2 separate regions of the Capra hircus genome follow, and region 1 is linked to region 2. Evidence: chromatin contacts called from public Hi-C data. All regions are on one chromosome and are shown on one strand. The core of a region is the stretch at or near the end of the contact, and the rest is flanking DNA. Distances in the headings are between cores, read along the strand shown.

Evidence for each region. A called contact is a pair of places that touch in the nucleus more often than the background predicts.
Region 1: a Hi-C map of blood shows a contact between it and region 2, with 4 times the contacts expected there. The contact joins the promoter of TMEM134 here to the promoter of RPS6KB2 in region 2. A contact is called at or near these places in 2 of 5 Hi-C or Micro-C datasets (blood and liver).

What each region holds. Positions count from the first base shown.
Region 1 is chr29:46,406,228-46,409,297 of ARS1.2, forward strand. TMEM134 (transmembrane protein 134) reads right to left here and starts at 1,554. Exons shown (of 7, transcript XM_018043517.1): 1 at 1,302-1,554; 2 at 320-384. The coding sequence starts at 1,475.
Region 2 is chr29:42,765,974-42,768,955 of ARS1.2, forward strand. RPS6KB2 (ribosomal protein S6 kinase beta-2) reads right to left here and starts at 1,359. Exons shown (of 15, transcript XM_018042912.1): 1 at 1,177-1,359; 2 at 791-831; 3 at 567-687; 4 at 83-151. The coding sequence starts at 1,254. The region is part of intron 3 of MACROD1 (O-acetyl-ADP-ribose deacetylase MACROD1); the gene reads right to left. The region is part of intron 1 of FLRT1 (leucine-rich repeat transmembrane protein FLRT1); the gene reads left to right. It overlaps CARNS1 (carnosine synthase 1), which reads right to left. Exons shown (of 9, transcript XM_018042906.1): 9 at 2,756-2,982.

The sequences.
Region 1 (3,070 bases), core at 304-2,803, 3.6 Mb after region 2:
TCCTCCAGGAGAAGGGACACTGAGAGAGCACCAGGGTGAAGAGGAATTCAAGGGCTGGGGGTTTCTGCAGGACAAGTCACCTGTGAGAAGACAGGGGCAGCCCAGGCCGGGGGTTTCTGCAGGATAAAGAGCCTGGTGAGGTGGGCGGGCAAGGTTGGCACTAGGGTAGGGTGCAGGACAGGGACCCCACGCAGGGGTCTCTTTAGGACAGGACATGAGAGAGCTGAGCGAGGTGAGGTGCACGACTGAGCAGGGCCTGGGGACGGGAGCCAGAAGCATGGGGCTAGGAGTATGGGGTGGGTCCCCACCTGGCCCTGACCTGGTGCTGACTCCCCCATCTGGCTCCGGAGAGGCCTGGGCTCCATCCTCATCGTTCTCCAGATTCTATTCCAGAACACAGGGCTCAGAGGGGTTACTGGGCTCAGGCCCTTCCTCACTCCCCTCTGGTGGAGAGGAAGAAAGGGAGCCCACACAGCTGTTTGCCTGGCTGCTTGACAGCTGCTCCCTCCGCCCTCCCCGCCGAACGGGTTTGGTGATTCACAGAAACTGAAACCCAGGTAGGAGTATGTGCTGGGGGCTTTGGCAGGAGGAGCCAGCAGGGGCCAGGAGATCTCCCAAGCTTTGGGGGTCAGGGTGGAGGTGTCAGGATGGTATTTCGGGGGCCCAGTATGGAGGCCCTGGATTTGGGAGGCCAGGGAAGGGCAGGCCAATCCTTTCTAGGTTTGGGGAACAGGAATCTTGTTCAGGTTCCCAAGACAAGGAGTCTAGAGATGGTGGAGGTCCTCTGGAAAAAGGGGGATTTCCAGTTTAGTGGGAGCCATGGCACAGGCAAGGACTCACTCATCGTGTGAGTCAGGGCCTTCAGCTCTGGAGGAAAGGATGGGGTGGGGACTTCCAGAACAGAACAGGGGGTGCTGGTTCCCGTTGGATTATCTGGCCTGGGGCTCTCGGGGCTGCTTCTGAGTACGGACAAAGTTTGGTTCAAGTACAGAAGAGTTCCCCATCCCTATGGGGTAAGGAGAGGGAGGGTCAGTAGCCAGGATGAATGGGGACTCAAGGTTGGGGTCTCCAGCTGGGGTGGGGCGAGCTCCTAGGTGTGAGCTCTCCAATAGTGGCTGGGGGCTGAAATCAGAGCGGAGAGGGTCTGGGCAGGAATTTGGACCAGCGGCCACCTCCCGGGGGCGGTCTCCCGCTCTGGCCGAGGCCTCTAGGCAGATTCTCGAGTTGGGGTTCTCCGGGGTCCGGCCTGGGGTCCGCCCAGACTCAGGCGAGGGCTGGGTGAGGTGGGCCGGGCGATTCACCTGGTAGCGCAGCCGGGACTGCTTGTCCTCGTCGGCCACCTCGAACCGGGCCCGGCGCTCGAAGTGCAGCGGCCCGAAGCGGGCGACCCCGCTGGGCTCGAGCCCAGGGCCCGCGTCCTCCAGGGACAGCTCGAAGGCATCATCGATGCTGAACTGGGGCCGGGAGGCACTCATGGCCCCGGCCCGCTCAGGCGCGCCGCGCGGTCGCCTTCTGCGCCCGCAGGCCACGCCCCCGCGCGCAGGCCCCGCCCCCGTGCCGTCGTCTAGGTTGCTCGACGGTCCGGGGCCCTGGCCGAGGCCCCGCCCTCACATCACGGCCCCGCCCCCGTCCGCCTTCAGCAGGCCAGAGCTGCCGAGCGCCGAGCAGACCGATGGACTGGGCCCTCGTCCGGAACGAGCTGGGCTCGCCGCGCCGCCTAGCGGCCGCCCCAGACACCACTCTCGGAAGCAATCCCTGGGTGTATACAAGGGTCTTTGGAGGGGCTGCCACGCGCCAGCCTTCCAGGCCTGAGATAGAGCCATCTGCATTCCAGCCCTCTCCTTGAGTGCCGAGGAGGCTCCTGAGGACTGTTTTCCCACCCTTACTCACCACGGTCCTGCTCGGGAGAGGGATTGTCACCACCGTGCGGTTCAGTTCAGTCCAGTCGCTCAGTCGTGTCCGACTCTGTGATCGCATAGACTGCCGCACGCCAGGCCTCCCTGTCCATCACCAACTCCCGGATCTTACTAAAACTCATGTCCATCGTGTCGCTGATGCCATCCAACCATTTCATCCTCTGTCGTCCCCTTCTCCTCCTGCCGTCAATCTCTCCCAGCATCAGGGTCTTTTCAAATGAATCAGTTCTTCGCATCAGGTGGCCAAAGGATTGGAGTTTCAACTTCAGCATCAGTCCTTCCAATGAATATTCAGGGCTGATTTCCTTTAGGATGGACTGGTTGGACCTCCTTGCAGTCCAAGGGACTCTCTCAAGAGTCTTCTCCAGCACCACAGTTCAAAAGCATCAATTCTTCAGCACTCAGCTTGCTTTATAGTCCAACTCTCACATCCATACATGACTACAGGAAAAACCATAGCTTTGACTAGATGGAGTTTTGTCGGCAAAATAATGTCTCTGCTTTTTAATATGCTGTCTAGGTGCCGATGTGGGAAAACAGAGCTTATGTGGCTTGCACTGGCTTCCACGCAGCAGGCAAAGTGGTCTTTTAAAACATATCTGGTCCTTTTCTGTGTTAGTCTTCAATAAAACTTTTTTGTTTTTTAAATATGCTGTCAAGTCACTCCTCTGCATAAAACCATCCCTTGGTTTTCCACTGTGATTAGAATAATACCTGAACTCTTGACTAAAGCCCACACAGAGCTCTGAACGGTTGCTGCCTATCTCTCCCAATCTCATCAAGTCCCCCTCTGCCCCTCTTTCACCTCATTCAGCCACACAGGCCAAGCTCCTTCCACCTCAGGGCCTTTGCACATACTTTTTTCTATGCCAGGAAAGCACTTAACCTTGCTCTTTCACCGGGGTGGGGGTGGGGGGATTTTTTTCATCATGTGTGTCTCTGCTCTAATGTCGCTTCTCAGAGAAGCCGTGGCCAACTATGCAATCTAAAGCCAGTTTCATATCACACAGCATTTACCTGAAATTATGTTGTTTTACACTGTCTTATTCAACACTGTGTCCACTGTGCCCAGAACAGTGTTTGGCACTGAACAGATCCTCAATAAATATTTGTAGACAACATGAACGAGAGCTTCACCCCCAGTTCCCACATGC
Region 2 (2,982 bases), core at 109-2,608:
TCCTGTCCCCGAGAAGCCCGGCACAGCGCGCTGGCAATGGCAGTCACTCGGTGATGAGCTGTTGGCAAAATGAATGACTCACCTTCCTCAGGACTTTCATGGCATATATTTTGCCCAGATTGCTGCCCTGTACCTTTCGCACCTGGAACACCTGTAGGGCAGGGGAGACAGGATCAACCTCCCTCTCCATACCTATCTTCAAAAAGCTCCACCCTGAAGCTCTGGTACTGGGACCAAGAAGCCTAGGCCTACCCAGGGGTGGGGCAGTAAAGATTTCAAGTCTAATTCTGAGAGGATTTGCTTTTCCTTCCTTCCCTCTGAGTTCAATCAGAGGCTCTGCTGGTTTACAAGTCTAATTTTATTTTATTTTTAAAATTTTTTGGCAGCTCCACAGGTGGGATCTTAGTTCCCCGGCTAGGGATTGAACCTGCACCCCTGTACTGGAAATGCAGGGTCTTAACCCCTGGACCACCAGGGTAGTCCCTACAAGTCTAATTAGTTCTGAAACACTTTGATGCAGCAAAACTTAGGCTATGAGGCCAGTCAGGAAGGAGGAGAGCCAGTACCTTGCCATAGTTCCCCTTGCCCAGCACACGCAGCAGCTCAAAGCAGTGGGGACCGATGCGCTCGGGGCCCGGGTTCACACTGCTCTCAGTCAGCTCCACCTCCTCATAGTGTCCCACAGGCCTGCAGGCACAGGAGGTTAACGGGGGCAATGTGCTCCTGCGCTCCGCAGGTCCCCTTCCCCAGCCCATTCCCTCCTCCCTCCCACAACACGACCCTCACTCACTCCAGGCCAGCCGCCCTCAACTCCGCGAGGGGACACGCGTCCTGCGAGAAACCGAGGGGTAAGAGCCAAGGGAGGTGCCAGGCTCCCTCTCCCCAAAGCTGGACTGCTTAGCCCAGAAGAGAGGGTCAGGAATGGGAGCTGGTAGGCGATGGACCAGGACTGGGGAGGAGAGGAGAGGGCAGGATAGGGAGACGCAGGGGAAGGGCTGGGAGCGTGCAGGATAGATCAGGGTGTGGGGAGGGTCAGATCTTAACAGTGGCTGGGATCTGAGACAAACCAGCGTCTGCGGGACCCGAGTCCTCACTGCTAGGAGGTGCCCGGGCGATCCCACCGCCTGGACGACGAGATCGAGCCGGGATCAAGCGGCGCCCGGGCGGACCACTCACCGCGGGGCTGAGCTCTGGCTCGCCCTCGCCTTCGCTGCCTTCCTCTGTCTCCAGGTCCAGGTCAAACACCGCAGCCATGGCTGCGCCGGCCCAGCGGGCCCACCGGCGAGTATACAGCTGCGCTCTGACTGACAGTCCGGGAGCCCGGGGCCTTACGTCATCACTCCGCGACAGCTTCGCGCACCTATAAGACAAGAGACTGCCCCGCCCTCGAGTCGGCGGCGGGAGTAAGGCATCTCGGGAATGGTAGTTCCAGAGTGCTGAGGTGCCGAATCCAGCCGGACCCAGGCTTCGGCCGGCCGCTCAGTCTTCCCAACACAGCTCCCCGGGGGCGGCACCGGACCAGAGCCTCCTGGAAGGCGACTGTTTTGGTTCTGGGGCGAGTTTGAGCATGGATGGGACATAGTCGGAAGTGCATGCAGGTTTGAACGTAAACACAGTTCCCAGCCCCGTTGGAGCCCTGCGCTGCCGGGTTGTCTGGGTGGCGGCGAGAGGCAGGTACCGTATCTCTGCTCGACGCTGAAAGGGAGCCGGCGGCTGCAGCACGGCTTCCCTAATGTGCCTCTCGGCTGGAAGACTTGAAAGTCAGAGCGTTTACTGCTCCGTGTTCAACTCACTGCTGGGCTTTGTTCCCAGTGAAAGTGTTAGTCGCTCAGTTCTGTCCAGCTCTTTGCAAGCCAACGGGACTGTAGCCCACCAGGGCCCTCTGTGCATGGAAGTCTCCAGGCAAAGATACTGGAGTGGGTTGCCATGCCCTCCTCCAGGGGATCTTCCCGATCCAGGGTTTGAACCCGAGTCTCCCACACTGCAGGCAGATTCTTTACTGTCTGAGCCACAGGTTCCTCCCCAAAAAGGTTCATTTCTTCAAGTCTCATCAACCCACCCATAAATACAGGCTTGGCCTGTGCATCAGGCACAAGAACTTGTATTTGGCAACACTACAATAATGAACATGCCAAACCCGGCCTGTCAGTTTAGATGTGGGCACGGATTCTTGTTGGATGGGGTTTTGGGGGTGGGAATTGGGCCAGACCAGACCTTGGATGATTTCCAACAGTTTGGAAGCTGTCTGGATGTGCATTCCAGTTGGACCGTGGGGGCTAGATATGAACTCAAATGGACAGAATTCAGAGTCTCCAGCCTGGAGGAGGGTTATCTGGTTGGGGTTGGCCCTTGCTGTAATTCCATCTTCAGGAAACCCTCCGGTTTGGGTCCTGGTGTGGGTGCCCTTGGCACGCCCCTTGCCAGTTGTGAACCCAGAGGCCTGACAGTGTAGCAGTTTCTCCTTCCCTGGTGGCTCAGACAGTAAAGAATCTGCCTGCGAAGCAGGAGACCCAGGTTCAATCCTCTGGGTTGGGAAGATCTCCTGGAGAAGGAAATGGCAACCCACTCCAGTAATCTTGCCTGGAGAATTCCATGGACAGAGGGGCCTGGCGGACTACAGAGCGACTAGCACTTTCACTTTTTAGATGCTACAGGTAGCCCTTAACTACCTCTCCTTCCCCCTCCCACATCCCCTGTCTACCTACGCTTGAGAAGTGTTGTCCCAGTGGCAAAAACCTGGCCCAGACTCTGCACATGTCGCTAGTCCATAACCCTTTATTCGGAGAGGGATGCTTGCGGAGCTGTCCAAGCTCCTGTGCTGCACGGAAAGAGTCCTTAGGGCAGCCTCCCCTGAAGGAGGACAGGAGTGTCGTCTCCTCTGCCAATGCAAGTTAGAAGTGCCTGAGGCCAAAGCACCAGAGCTAGGTGGATAAGGTGCAGAGTGCAAGGGAGGGGTGTTCACCTGTCTCAGGAACACCTGAG